5 separate regions of the Mus musculus genome follow, and regions 2, 3, 4 and 5 are each linked to region 1. Evidence: chromatin contacts called from public HiChIP or PLAC-seq and promoter capture Hi-C data. All regions are on one chromosome and are shown on one strand. Each heading gives the region's core, a stretch centred on a gene start, on an enhancer-like site or on the middle of the called end of the contact. The rest is flanking DNA. Distances are from core to core; before and after follow the strand shown. Region 1 holds the start of 1700066M21Rik (RIKEN cDNA 1700066M21 gene). Region 2 holds the start of Cflar (CASP8 and FADD-like apoptosis regulator). Region 3 holds the start of Plcl1 (phospholipase C-like 1). Region 4 holds the start of Nif3l1 (Ngg1 interacting factor 3-like 1 (S. pombe)). Region 5 holds the start of Fam126b (family with sequence similarity 126, member B).

Region 1 (2,700 bases), core at 181-2,680:
CCAAAGGCTGATGATGGGAAATGAAAGATGATCCTCAAACTATATCTAGAACACTTTAGGCCCTACTTAAGCCAGGTGGATGTTCTGTCTGGAACACTTTTACAGCAGAAAGTACTCAGCCACCATCACCACCACCACCACCACCACCACCACTGGAAGGCATGAAGTAGTTGGTCACAAGTCGCAGGAAGCAGAAGCAACACACTTGTTTTCAATCTGGGAATAAAGGCACCAAAATGAGATTTTCTTGAACCTAAATTTGGGTTTTTGCTAGTTTCCATTAGCAGTCAACTAGTCAAGTCAACTGATTTGAGAGAAAACAGCAAGAGAAAATAGATTTTTTGGTGTATCATTTTAAAGCACCAATTTCAAAACAATAACAGTTTTCTAGTATGAGGAAACCATCTAGCTATATTCTAACTTGAATATCTACCCTAGTGCTAACAACGCTCTGGGATAATTGATTTTCAATGTAAATGCCAACTGTATCTGCGCTGTCCAACGGGGTACAAGCAAGTCACCTGTGGTGACTCAACACTTGGCAATACAACTAGTGAGACAGAGAACGCTGCCTTTTCATTTTAACTTGTTCAGATACTCTCACGCGGCTAATGTATCCACTGCACGATGCAGTTTTACATTAAAACCCAGCTTCCAGGACAGCTTCAGCAAAGACGTATGTCTGCAGCTATAAAAACCAGTAACAGGAAGCACACAGATGAGTTGAATTCAAATGGGCCTCTCAGTATCATTAGCATTCTTGACGATTGCATCCCTTCCACTGCTGTGTTTTAGGGTTACTGGAAAGGTCACTTTAGCAACGGATGTATTTTATTTGGTCAGTCAGCGTTTTCTAAACAGTCCAGTGCCCAGCACACACACAGTCCTCTGAGAGCAGGCTGGAGCTGTGCGTGGCTGTCCCACTCCCTGTCGCGCCTCTCCTTCCACCCAGTGGCACCTGGACTGACAGCCGCTCTCTGGAGACCGTGGCCCTCCAAGGCCCCTTCCCCGGATGGGGCTCTGGCAGGAACGGGGGCGCGCCCCGCACCCCCATCGTATGAGAACCCGTGTGGGCGTGTCGGGGAGGCCTGGCCCCGCGTTACCTGCACGTCCCCAGGGAAGTAGAGGACGTGGTGCCGCTGCTCCGGGGAATCTCCTTCCCGGGATGTCAGCAGGAGCAGTTCGTTGCTGCGCTGCGGGTCGGAGCCCGGCACCGTGGAGCGCTGCAGACGGTGGCTGTCCTCCGGGGAGCCCCGCTCACCGCCGCCCGGGTTCATGGCTCGGGTCTGCAGGCGGGACGCGGAGTCTCCGGAAGCGAGCAGCGGCCGCAGCAGCAGCAGCACCAGCGCGGGGGACCGCAGACGCCGCGACCCCAGCATGGGCTCGAGCCGCCAGGGCCGCTCACCCGGCAGCGAGGGCGGGGCCTCGGCTGCCCAACGGCTTCGGTCGCCGTGACGTCAGCACGCCGCGTGCGTCCGGAGGGAGGGGGAGCGGAGGGCGCGGCTGGAGGAAGGACGTTTGTGGTTGGCGGACTCAGCCCCGGCCGGGAAGTTCGAACGGACGTGGAAGAGCCCGCAGGTTGGGCCCATGCACAGCAGCAGCTGCTCAGGGTCAGAGTTTCCTCGGGTTCTGTATAAAAGCTTTGGTAGGTTCATCCTCACGGTGAAGATGTGTCTTTGTTAATTTAGTCCAAGGTAAAGAAGAATGGTTCTGAAAGTCTTGTACTTGCTCAGAATGAAAAGAATCCCCTATGTCCCGAAGTTACCTAGTTAGGGAATTTCTGGCTCCACACCAAGTCTAGCACATTCCTAGTTGGTAGAGAGAGAGAGCTGGACACTTACCTTAGGGAAGATAGAGAAAAGGCCTACTTGTTCACACATTTACTGTAGGGGTGTTTACAGCTTATCGAATTTCCGATTTAGGGTTTTGAAACCACGTTGAAAAGTATAGGAAAGTCGTGGAAATAGCAACTTCTTACTTAAAGTTGTGTAGAAATAGGACTGGGCCAAATTTATGCTAAAGGTGGGAAAAGTGAATCTTGTTTTAACATTGTGTGTGCACATCGGACACGCACATGCATCTGTTTGCTGCTGTGGGCTTGAAGTGACTTTGGGTGTAAAGGAGATTCCTGGAAAGAAGTTGAAACTTGAAGTTTCTGCAGGAGTGATTAGCTGATTAGAACTTAAATGACTGGGGAGAAATTATGTTGTAAGTTCAAACCCTGATTAAAAATTATCTTGAGCTGTCTTTCGCTCTTTTAATTAATAGCCTTTCCTAGCTAACCTGTGTACCTAAACAGCCAGCATACTAGTGAGTATCAGATGAAACCTTTGAAATGTATTAGCTTAGCTTCCACCAGCCCAGAAGCTAAGACTTATATTAGAGGCCTATAGCAGAAATTTTCTGTCTGTTATCTTATTTTCAAAGTCTTAAATTATATAATATTTTCTATTTTGATACTGTAAAACTTGAGCTAACTGATATGTGGCTCATCTTTAAGGTGAGAGCAGTTTTTTTGTATCACAGTACATTCCTCACACTCCATCTTTTAAAATTTTTTATTGATTAGTTTATTGTTTGACAGCATCTTGCTGAACCTGAAGCTCATGGATTAGGCTAGACTGGGCTAGCCAAGAAGCCCCCAATGGTTTGCCTGTTTCTAACTTCCCAGCTACTGGGTTCTCTGTTTTGTGGATGCTG
Region 2 (2,795 bases), core at 206-2,705, 1.3 Mb before region 1:
GAGCAGAAAGAGTTCAATTTTACCTAGAAAGACAAGGGCACACAGACAGACAGACACACACACACACACAGTCTTTTTCTTTCAATAGTGACACAAAGGAAGAAATTGTTCCCCAAAGCTAAGAATTGAAGAGGGAGGAGAAAGAAAGAAAAAAAAAGAGCCAATGAAACAAATCCAAGTGGCCACTGCACAAGATGGGGAAGGAGGGGAAACTAGGATGGAAACAGAAAAACAACACCACAAACATCTGTTCTGAAAGACTGTTTGGAGAAAGAATACGAAAAGGAGCTGGATGGCTGGGGCCAAGGGAAGATTCCCAATTTTTTTAAAGGCAACCAAAAGACTGTATTTGAGTACACCAATGTATGTGACTAGAACCAGCCACCTCTGGCTGTCGCTAGGGAATGGACTCGTGGGAGGTGGGGGCAGTGTCTGTATTTACTTTGCAGGTATATTTTATTTATATTATAACTTGCCTGAAAGGTTTTGGATATTAAAATGCAATGCAAAATAAGAAGTAAAATCCTTAGTAAGGAGCAAGACAGCTGCCCCAGGTGGGGTGTCAAGTCTTCCCAGAGGTGAAGGTCAGCTAGGGCGTCATAACACAGGTAGTGCTTCTTGTTTCTGAGATTTAAGAGAAATAATGCTTTGAGTATAGGAAGGCCCTGGGCCAAACCCTCACTGCCTCACTCTTGGCCAGCAGGCTTCTTGCCAGGATAAGCTGTCCTTGAGCTTTGTCCAGGCAGCCTCTACGCTGGGATTATAGAAACAAACAAAAAACACCCAAGTACCTTGTTCGAAATTTCACGCCATCCAGAGTCACACACTAAATTAACAAGGAGGCATTTGAGTCCAGTAACAAGTTTAATTTAATAAGTCTTTGGCTCTCTTCAAGAAAGACTTGGATTTGAATGTGCCACAAGTCTGGAGGTGCTGTGAGTGGATCCCCAAAAAGCACAGAAGGAACCAAGAGTGGAAGATAGGAAACGAACACTTTCCTACATTAATCAGGAGTCAGCTCTCCAACTTCCCAAGTCCCTTTGGGAACTGCAAGAATAGGAGGGGTTCTGGGATTACTCACACCGGGCGGTCGCCGGCCCATCCCACTCAACAACGGCTTTGTCGCCTGTCTTCGCTGGAGACCACCAGAAAACTGGATCGAACGAGACACTGGAAAGAACACAGAGAGGAGCAGACTCTTCAGTAGGCGTCCAGGAAAGTTAGCCTGCGGAGCTGGCCCAAGCTGCTAGCCAGGTGACGCGCCCAGCGAGCCCAACAGGTTCAGGAATGAGATGCGACCGCTCTCTCCCAGCGATAAGGACGTCCCCAGAGTACTCTTGCGGGGGCAGAATCGCGAGTGTGAGCAAAGAGAAGGGCTCCGAGAAGATGAGAATGGCCGCCATTTCACCAAAACTGAATCGAGGCCATTGCTGAATTCCACAATCCTAACAAGAGGGCGGAGGAAAGTTACAGGAAGCCAGAGAGGAAGCCAACTTCCGCCTCTAGGGGCGAAACTGACCAGTCAAGGCTCAAAAAAAAAAAAAAAAAAAAAAAAAAGAAAGAAAACCCCAAAGACCGCACATACCCCAAATCCCGCCCCCCATGCTACTTCTCTGAAGGAAGGAAACACCCCACTTCCCACCCACCCACCCCCCACCCGGGTTTCTCGCAGCTTGGGAAACTAGGTTAGCAAGTGGTGACTTGCTAAAGAATTAAATGTCATCAAAAACAATGTACAACATAAAACTTCTGGAAAAATCCATTGAAGCTGAGTGTGGTGGTGTACGCCCAGCTTTGGGGGCGGGCGGGGGTGGGGTCGGCTGCTGAGAGAAGATTTTAGCGGTCAAATCGCTTGCTTACCCAAAGCCTCCACCTCCGCGCCCCACCCCGCCCCCCACCCCCCACCCCCCCCCCACTCCCCCCCCCCGCTCCAGCTGCCAAGTGAGGTCTCTGCCTTCAGAAACCCTGTGCTCTGGACATTGGTCACTGAATACACACAGTACCTAAGTGTCATCCCAGCTGGTTGGAATAAAGACTTTCAATAGGCTATGAACTTTGGCTACGTGGTTATCTCTGGTGGACTCCCAGGAACAGTGACTAATAGCGACATACTCTCTAATCCTAGTAATCCAATCAGGAGGCAGACACAGGTGGATCTCTGCACAGTCTAGGGCAGCCTGGGCTACACAGTGAGTTTAAGGAGAGCCAGGGCTGTATAGAGAATAGAGTCCTGTCTCAGAATACCAAAAAATAAAATAAAAAAATAATTTGCTTACAAACCAAGCTTGTTTGTGATACCAGAGAGCTGAGCTTTCTGCTTTGTTCAGAACCTTTTGTAAACTAGGAGGTCGACCTTTTATCTAAAATCTCTTCTTAGGTTTTAAATTTTAGATCATCCCTATTGGTCAAGGCCTGACATATGACACTCCCTTCTGGCCCCACCCCTTTTACTGTTAAAAAATTTTTTTTCGAAGGTTACCTGAACCCGGAGGATTTAATTAGACTCCTTGAATTTACTTCCAGCGAACTTGTCCACCAAAAGAGAGAGAGAGAGAGAGAGAGAGAGAGAGAGGGAGGGAGAGAGAGAGAGAGAGAGAGAGAGAGAGAGAGAGAGAGAGAGAGAACCAACTTTTCGAAAGGAAAGCTGGAAACTGGACAGTTCAACTCCAGGAAATGAGTAATTCTCTAGATGTTTTGTGCTTGACTAATTGTGGCTCGGCCAGCAAAGTTAATCTTTAGTTTTCCGACAGGAACACAGGAATGCTCCCCCTTGGGGGTTTATGGGTGCTCCCTCC
Region 3 (2,747 bases), core at 197-2,696, 2.0 Mb after region 1:
GGAAGCCCTATTCCAGGGCTCTTACCTGAAAAGATTACTCCAAAGTCATGCACCCAAAAGATGAACTTTCGAACATGGGAAACAAGTTCAAAGTGGAAGACAGAAATAAATAAATAGGGCGAAGAAAGGTTTACAATTCCTTGGCAGATGGATAAAGGCAAATCCTCTGGGGGTGCTAGGGGAGTCTGGGAACGTTTTCCCGGATGTGTGTTTTCTGCAGCGCAAAACCTCTAAGCTCTTCCTTCATCCTTTCTATGCTGCAGCGTCCGCTGCAAACTCTGCCTGCCTATCTGCAAAGTTCAGGCGTTTCAGGATTTCAGAACCATTTCTGTATGGGGGAGATTTCCCACACACAATTAAAAGTAAGCTGTGCTTTGCCTTTGCTGTTCGGGAAAGCTAGCTCTCCGCTGGAGAATGCACAGCCAGCCCGCAGGTCTCTGCATTTATCCCAAGTTCACCCTTCCTCCTCCCATCCACCGGTTAGTGAGAAAATGAGGGAAAGCATCCATCAAACCGCAGAAGCGCAGAGAACTTTTCCTCCGCTGTCAGAGAGGAAGTCACTTCTGCTTCTCAAGGCCAACAGCTGATTCTGGGAACCTCCGGACTAGGCAGGAAGGTTTGGCGATGAAGGAGGTGGGAGAAAACAATGCCCAGCCTGCGACGCCTAGGGCAATGAACATCCTGCCCAGGGGCTGGAGGGGGGATGTCCCCTACCCACCCGGCACCCATACCAGGCTCTGGGCCGCTGCTGCTCCGCTTACCTTGATGATGCTGCTACGCCGGGGGGTCGCTCGTGCAGCCTCCAGGAGGCCGGCCTCGCTATCCGCGGGGACCCCCGCAGCGCCCGGCAGCGCGACCCCACTGCGACGGTCCCTCATCCGGCCCCCCAAGGCCGGGGGTGGGGCGTCCCCTGAGGCAGCGTCGGCGCCGGCTCGGGGGTCGTCTTCGCCCCCGGCAACGTCGAGAGGCGCCGGAGCCTCCCTGCTAGCCGCGCCCTCAGCCATAGCCAAGCACGTTTTAGGCTCCCGGCGAGACAGCACGACCGCCAGCGGCGTCCAGCCCCGGGCACGGGTGCGCTCAGGCACCAGAAGGAAACCCCGCTAGACTTTGTTTTAGCGCGCCACGGCCGCTGCAGTGGCAGCCACAACTTTGTAGAAAGGAGACATCGCTCCGGCAGAGGCGTCCTCGGGCTGTGGTCCAGGAGGTCAGCGGGCCGGCGCGGACGGGCGGCGGGGGCGGGGAGAAGATGTGAGCGGGAGGGAGAAGCAGGCGAAAAGCAGCGGGAGGTACTGGAGACGCGAGGCGAGCGCCGGCTCTGTGCAGACAAAAGGCAGTGGGCGCCGGAGCCAGGAGCCTCGGAGCCGGGACGTGCGCGGCCGGAGCGGCGACTGCGGATCGGCCACCAGCCACCTGCCCGCCGACCGCAGCACGGCGGCCCCAGGAAGTGCGGCGGCGGGGCGGCCTCCACTCCGCTCGCCTGTGACAGGGAGGGAAGACTTGTTTTGACAGCCCGTGGGGATTGGCAGGCTCCCCGGCCTCTCAGGAGCCGAGGCTCACCGAGGGGGTTCGGGCCGACCAATCCTCACCGCGGAGGGGTGTGCCCGAGCGCGAAGAATGGAATGTGTTCTGTTGCTCGGAGCCTGCCCAGCCCAGCTGGCCCCGGTACTAGGCGAGGATGCGCGCGCCAGTGTGCGCACCCACAGGCACTCAGAGTACATTTTAGGAAGTTTAGAAAGGAGACGAAAGCGGCCTGAAGGTTCAAGAAATGGGACGCGGGTGGGGTGGTTTGCGGGCGGCAGTGAGATGACGGAGGAAACACTGCAAAACAGCAAATCTGGAATAAAGAAGATGTTGAGCGAGAAGGTTAGAGTGTTTGGAGGGGTGTAGTAGTGACACTTGGCACAGCCAAGGGTCAATCACTGGCTCTCCTGCCAATCCTTAGAAGTGAAGTCCACGCACTAGGACCCTGGAGTTCCACAGTTTGTCTCGGGTTCTATGAGCGGATTCTACATTCACTCAGTAATCTGAGTCAATACAACAAGGAGTTGGGTTTAAGGGGTAGGTAGGGTAAGAGGAAGCAGAGCAACGAAAACCCTGGGAACGCCGCCGAATGAAACACAGAGATGATGGAAGCCACATAGCGACAAGGTCATTGGCAGGTTTAGTCTCTACCCTAAACCGTTCTCGACGAGGGTCCAGCCTCCTTTCTACATATAATTCTAAATCATTACATTTTGCTCCTTCCACCAAGCTAGTAACCAAGAGGAGAGCAGGGATTCGGTAGCATTAATCACACCATGAGCAAATGTAGACAATGGCTCTAAGGTCCCTGGAGAGTTGGACGACGTACTGAATCTCACTTAGATCATTAAATGCATTTAAATTACTAATTATTTCATAATTCAAGATTTTACTTCTTCCTTACGTGGCCAATAGCACCAAGAAATTTTTCAGCCCTTCAGGGCCAGAAATTTATTAAAATTCTAGCATTTTAAGGATGAGCTGGGGTGTTAGGAGTCATCTAGGGCAGCTCTTTTATTTAACAGAGGAAATGAAAGCCCAAGGACCTTGTCTACTGACTGGTTAGTACAGACACTAAAATCAGATCTGCTACCCAGTTCCTTCCAAGCTCTCTTCACTTTTTTTATCTGGCTCCCCTGGGGCTACAACCAGTCAAAATTGGATGGGGCTCTTGGGAGAATTCACATTTGACATTTACCATCTCCTAGGGAAGACTGGAAAGACTT
Region 4 (2,700 bases), core at 151-2,650, 1.1 Mb before region 1:
TCTCTAATCTTCTGGCTGCTTCTTGTTCTTTGGCTCAGTCTGTCTTCACTTATGCATAGCTTGTTTTCTCTATCTGCATCCTCTCTATATATAACTGTCCCAGTAAAAACTGCCCCCAGTCTCTCTCTGCACTACCCCTTAAGTAGCCCATCTTTTCTCCCTGTTCTGGAGAGAGCTGGGCATATCCTATTCTGTCAAATCTTTCTCTGATTCCTCACTTTGTCTGCCATTCAATTAGACATCACTTTCAAACATGGATGCTTCCTTCTACAAACTAATTTTACCTTCATTGTTTGAGATTAAAGATGTGTGCTAAGGGCACACCACAACTAGAAAGGTTCCTCCCACCCACCATCGGTAAATAACACAATCTCGGGGGTTCACAGTGTGACCAAACATCCTGTAACAAGCTACCAACGAGACTGATGTAACTTGTGGCTTTCTTGTTATACAATAAACTTCTATTGTGAGATGACACGACCACGTCCCGGTGTTTTTCTCGGACAATGTGCTCACAGTACAGACACATTTAAAGCATTATTTGAATGGGCTGGAGCTGCCGTACAATGGAGAGATGGGAATATCCATTGTCAATCTACATGATCTTTAGCCCTCTGAACAGCCACTTGCTATTTTTCAATTACACGAGAGCTCTCTTTGCACTTGCGTGTGGTTTTTCTTTCATTTACGCATGGCTCAAGACCTTTTCCAGAATAATCAAGGGCCGCGTGGCATAGCCTTTATTCCTGGAGTCAGCACCCTCACCCCTCCTGCAGCAAGGCAGTTTTCATCTGCAACCTCTCCTTCTATATTCATGTTCCCCCGGCCCTCTGCAGTCACCACAGCCAGCCCGATGTGCACCTCCAGCGAGAAGAACAGACAGCCCCCGCGAGCCCTTCAGTGGTTCACAACTCACCAGTCGCAGAAGCTCTTTCAGTGTATCACTTCCGCTCTGCTCTGAAGCTCCTGGCTTTGTGGAAAGAGTTGGGCAGAAGTGGTCCTGTGCGTTCTGCTTCCGACTCCAGGCCGCTGTGTGAAGTTGGGCGGAAGTTGTCCTGTGCGTTCTGCTTCCGACTCCAGGCCGCTGTGTGAAGTTGGGCGGAATTGGTCCTGTGCGTTCTGCTTCCCACTCCAGGCCGCTGTATGAAGTTGCTGGGCGACAGCGGGTTCTGCTTCTTAGTGAGGTTGTGGGTAGAGCTCTCAGGGGCCGAGGGGTGAGGTGCGTGGTCCTCCGAGTCCTAGTCGGTGTGATGAGGAGAGACTGACGGGAGAGTAGGGCGTCCCCTGCGGAGGGCTCCGGGCTTCACTTCTGTGGCGCACAGACACGCCTTTGGAACCCGCAGGCATGCCGGCCCTTGTAGTTGAGGCTTTTCCGTTCCCGCAGCAGTGGTGCTGAGCGCAGTGGGTGAGTGTGGGGGAAAGGCTTTTATCCTTTTCTCCGTGCACTCAAACGCCTGCTGCGCCCCACGTTGGTGCAAATTTATTTCTTGGGATCCTCGTGGTGAACTCTCGGGCTGGAGATGGTATTCCTGGGACTTTTAAATACGATTGATAAGTTAGCAAGATGTGGCGTTTGGGAAAAAACAAAACAAAAGTGTGAAGTATAGAAATGTATTGTACAGACGTCTTAAGTAAAGTAGGTGTCCCGGGTAAAGGGAGCTCCAAGTGCCTATCTAGAGCACTAGACCTGGAGGTGGGGCTATGCCTCCCTTGCAGAAAGCCTTGAAGAAAATGAGTAAAGTAAGTGCGCACTGGGGTGGCTTGTTGCATTGGGTAGGATCAACACTTTTATGATAGGATTTTCATTTAGAGGATGCTAGTCTAAGCTTTTCGTTGTAAATCTACCATAAAGATGAACAAGTATGGTGGGAACTTGATAGGGTAAAGTGAACTAATTCCTCTCTCTTGTAGGAGATTTGAAAAATTAAACAGTGCTTCCTAGAACCATCAAGAAGGAAAATGGTGAGTATGTATCATAGAATTATTCTAACTGGGTGGTTGGTTGCTTGTTTCTAACCCCTTTGGGTTCCCTGGAGCTGGAGACACAAGCAGATGTGGGTGCTGGGAACTGAACAGGCCCTGCTGCAAAAGCAACAAGTCCTGGTACCTGCCAAGCCTGCCCTCTCAGCCGCCCATTACATGGTTTTTAATTTGTGTGTGTGTGTGTGTGTGTGTGTGTGTGTGTGTGTTTTGGTTTTTTGAGACAGGGTTTCTCTGTGTAGCCCTTGCTGTCGTGGAACTCACTCTGTAGACCAGGCTGGCCTCAAACTCAGAAATCCGCCTGTCTCTGCCTCCCAAGTGCTAGGATTAAAGGCATGTGCCTCCACGACTGGCTGTTTTTTAATTTTTAATGAATATTTTTTTGGAGGAAGTCAGACAGGATAGTGAGTGTGTAGCTCAGTGGCAGAGTGCGTTCCTAGGATAAGGAAGGAGAGGGGAAGGGAGGGGATGTGGCGAGGGAGAGACTGTGTGTACCAGTATAGAGGGAACAAAGTAGAATAAACAAGTGGACATGATCATTACAACGTTACCCTGCTGGTGTGGTCCCAGCACTCAGGAGGTAACCTTGCTCCCAGCCTCTATAGGCCGTCGCAGTCTCAGACCTTTCATTAAAAGACACAAAAGGAAATAAACGAGCAAACAGTGTGCCCTTTCCCCGCAGAGATGAGCAGCACAGGTAGAATAGCAGGGAGTGTAGCT
Region 5 (2,700 bases), core at 62-2,561, 1.2 Mb before region 1:
CATCATGCTGGGCTCCTATTTTTAAGAGTATTTCTTTAAAGTCATGTGTGGTGTGTGTGTGTGTGTGGATGTTCATGCAGAGGTCAGAGGGCAACCTAATCCAACTGGTTCTCTCCTCTTCCACAGAATGAGCGAGTTCTACTGCACTGAGGGCTCAACAACAGGAAATTATTTCACCTTTAGAACTGTCCGTTTAAGAACAGAAAAAAAAAAGGATTCAACCATGAATGAACACATAATTATGGAAAATTTAAATGCTATCTGCCTATGTCAGAAGTGAACTCAAAAGTTTGGTGATGATCAACCTTCACTAACGATGGCTTGTTCTATCTAGCACTGGGGAAATGTTGACTTGCTTTCCCTAAGGAAGAAGAATGTTACATCCATTACATATAATTTTACAGTTTATCAGGGATTTTCAAGGGTGTATCTCAAATTTCCCTCATTTAAAAACTGAGATGACCATTAAAATATGGGAAAATACAAATGAACTGCTATTACTTTAGTATCCAATCCTTAATCCTAGGATTATGCAGTAGTCTTGATTTTGTGACTTGCTCTTTTTCACTTAAGCACTGTGTCGTAAACACTTATATTTGGGAAACCGTACTTAAAATACAAGCTTGTGAAGCAACCGTTGCAATTATTTCTTCTAGTTTTAAGTATTTTCGGGTCTGAGCTGTTCTTTACCCTATTCAAATACAACCCAAAAAGCCAGGAGGCGAGGAGTACATTGCATCTGGTAGCGGCGGTTTAAAACATCTCTGGGATTTAACAACCATCGTAATTCTCAAGACATCCTTCATCCGCCTCAACACAGCCCAGCAAGAACCTTGCAGCGGCGCTCCCTAGCTAGATCCCGGATCTTCTCCCGGTCTTATCGGATCCCTTCAGCCCTCTCCACTTCTGCATTCCCTGGATAAAGTTTAGATTATGCGTAATCCAGAAGTCTCCCACCAGCTCCCTAAATTACCTGACAGCAATCTGACCTCCCGGGACACTCAATATTCAACCTTACAGCCGGAGACAACCGGAAACGGACGTTGTTTCCTCTAGTTTCTTACGACAGGAAAATGGGGGAGATGGTAAACGTTCCGGTACTGGCGCAAGGCTCCCAGACAACGTAGAGATGACATGAAGGAGCCTGGAAGTAGAGATTATTTCCCACACTTTGCAGCTGGAGTCTGCTTGAGGTAGAAGATATTGAGGAGAAGGACGATAAAGCCGTGTTTGTCTTGCTCCAGGACGGAATCTTTAGGCGGAGCACCGAGAGGCGGGCCAAAGTCATAGCGCAGCCAATGAGAGCGGTTGTTATTAAGCGCGTGGGCCCACTCAATGAGAAGGCTGGTTGTTATGCTGCAGTTGGCAGGCTGCTGCGGGAGGCGGTGGCGGTGGCGGTGGCGGTAGGAAGCCTGAGGCTGCGGGGTGACAGGTAGGCGGCGGTGCTGTCTTGGGGGGGTTGCGGGGGGGGGGGCGCACGGTGCCGGGTGAAGAGGAATTTCTCCTCCGGCTTCGGACGCCGTAGTCGGGAGCTGACGAAGGTGAAGTGGGAAGGCAGCAGGACTGTTGGATCCGAAGCCCTGCAGACCTGGGAGCAAGCTCGGGAGGGTCGTGAGGAGAAGGCGTCTGCCGAGGCGGCTTGGGGATGAGTGTTGTGGGGCAACTTGGGGCCCTAGCAAGGGCGTTAGGGTGTCGGTGGCGCGGGCTGAGGCGGGAAGGAGGCGGGAGCAAGACACAGGTAGTGAGGGCTGAAGGGATGTCTTGCAAGAAGCCTCAGGTAAGAGAAGGACGTGGTATTGCAGACACCTGCGTGAAATCCTAGGTGTTCTTAGGGCCGTTTGCTGGGATGGGGAGAGGTGCGGAGAAGAAAGATATTTATTGGTGGTCAGCTCTAGAAATTGGTGGTTGTACATTATGTAACCCATGGCAGTTATTTTTCCAAGTAACTCGACTGACCCTGGTAGAAGAAGAGCTCTGCAACCCATTGATGTATCTGAGCACTTTGTTCTTGTTGGCTCCAGCGTTCTCTCTACCGAGGCAGGGTCTGTAGGAGGAGGACAGCGTGAAGGCAAGAGTAGTCACGAAGCGCTTATCCCAAATATGGACTTTGGTTGCGAGACAACACGATGTTAGCTTTAGAGGAATGTTGTCAGATTCGTGTTTTGTAGTACAGGAATTTGCTTTGCGGCTTTAACCTTCAGAAAAGTGGAGAGCCTTTTAAATCTATAGACGAAGATAAATGTAGATTAGAAAATGAACAGTAAATTGGTAGACAACTCGCCCCCAGTGTTAAGGACTGTGAAAATAAGTTGGGAATCTTAGCAGAGGAGTGTCAACTTTTAAGTGATTTCCCTTGTTAAGTCTAGGAAGCTAGTTGTGAGTTATGCCTTAGGCTTAAAAAAATAAGTTCGTTGAATGTCATGGACATAGATAAAATTTATGTACAAATTTAAAACTATTTTGTTTTGAAAAGTCTTTTAAATCCACGGTTTGAATGGTGAAATACAGTCCTAAACAAATCCCTGTCGGCGAATATTGTGGAAGGGCACTTTTATAACTCATTGGAAAAATATCTTTAAAAAGTAGCACTATAAATTATTAAAATGTAAGAGGCCTGAGATGCTGCCGTCAAGTTAGACGATGAGGACAAATGTATCCAGGAAGTATATTGTCTTTCTGGGCTTGTTATTTAACTACATG

What was found. Promoter capture Hi-C pulls out the DNA fragments that hold promoters and counts their contacts. HiChIP or PLAC-seq counts read pairs in DNA pulled down with a chosen protein or histone mark.
Region 2: a contact with region 1 is called in a promoter capture Hi-C map of pre-B cells, with 8 times the contacts expected there. The contact joins the promoter of Cflar here to the promoter of 1700066M21Rik in region 1.
Region 3: a contact with region 1 is called in an H3K4me3 HiChIP or PLAC-seq map of forebrain, with 18 times the contacts expected there. The contact joins the promoter of Plcl1 here to the promoter of 1700066M21Rik in region 1. A contact is called at or near these places in 4 of 39 promoter capture datasets (frontonasal cranial neural crest, hippocampal neurons, pre-B cells and 1 more), 3 of 115 datasets of contacts at active chromatin or transcription factors (embryonic forebrain, forebrain and neural tube) and 1 of 9 other capture datasets (adipose tissue).
Region 4: a promoter capture Hi-C map of the HPC-7 cell line shows a contact between it and region 1. The contact joins the promoter of Nif3l1 here to the promoter of 1700066M21Rik in region 1. A contact is called at or near these places in 3 of 39 promoter capture datasets (the HPC-7 cell line, HPC-7-derived erythroid cells, liver and 1 more) and 2 of 9 other capture datasets (adipose tissue and liver).
Region 5: a contact with region 1 is called in a promoter capture Hi-C map of pre-B cells. The contact joins the promoter of Fam126b here to the promoter of 1700066M21Rik in region 1. A contact is called at or near these places in 3 of 39 promoter capture datasets (cranial neural crest, liver and pre-B cells).

Annotation. Positions count from the first base shown.
Region 1 is chr1:57,376,350-57,379,049 of GRCm38.p6, reverse strand. 1700066M21Rik (RIKEN cDNA 1700066M21 gene) reads right to left here and starts at 1,430. Exons shown (of 2, transcript NM_028546.1): 1 at 1,104-1,430. The coding sequence starts at 1,379. 4930558J18Rik (RIKEN cDNA 4930558J18 gene) reads left to right here and starts at 1,506. Exons shown (of 4, transcript NR_037999.1): 1 at 1,506-1,645.
Region 2 is chr1:58,711,946-58,714,740 of GRCm38.p6, reverse strand. Cflar (CASP8 and FADD-like apoptosis regulator) reads right to left here and starts at 1,455. Exons shown (of 10, transcript NM_207653.6): 1 at 1,082-1,455.
Region 3 is chr1:55,404,645-55,407,391 of GRCm38.p6, reverse strand. It overlaps Plcl1 (phospholipase C-like 1), which reads right to left and starts at 1,446. Exons shown (of 6, transcript NM_001114663.1): 1 at 762-1,446. The coding sequence starts at 1,004. It also overlaps the pseudogene Gm8531.
Region 4 is chr1:58,443,851-58,446,550 of GRCm38.p6, reverse strand. It overlaps Nif3l1 (Ngg1 interacting factor 3-like 1 (S. pombe)), which reads right to left and starts at 1,400. Exons shown (of 7, transcript NM_022988.3): 1 at 917-1,400. Ppil3 (peptidylprolyl isomerase (cyclophilin)-like 3) reads left to right here and starts at 1,065. Exons shown (of 7, transcript NM_001285827.1): 1 at 1,065-1,405; 2 at 1,912-1,962. The coding sequence starts at 1,960.
Region 5 is chr1:58,584,944-58,587,643 of GRCm38.p6, reverse strand. Fam126b (family with sequence similarity 126, member B) reads left to right here and starts at 1,311. Exons shown (of 13, transcript NM_001310598.1): 1 at 1,311-1,432. It overlaps Ndufb3 (NADH:ubiquinone oxidoreductase subunit B3), which reads right to left and starts at 1,247. Exons shown (of 3, transcript NM_025597.3): 1 at 974-1,247.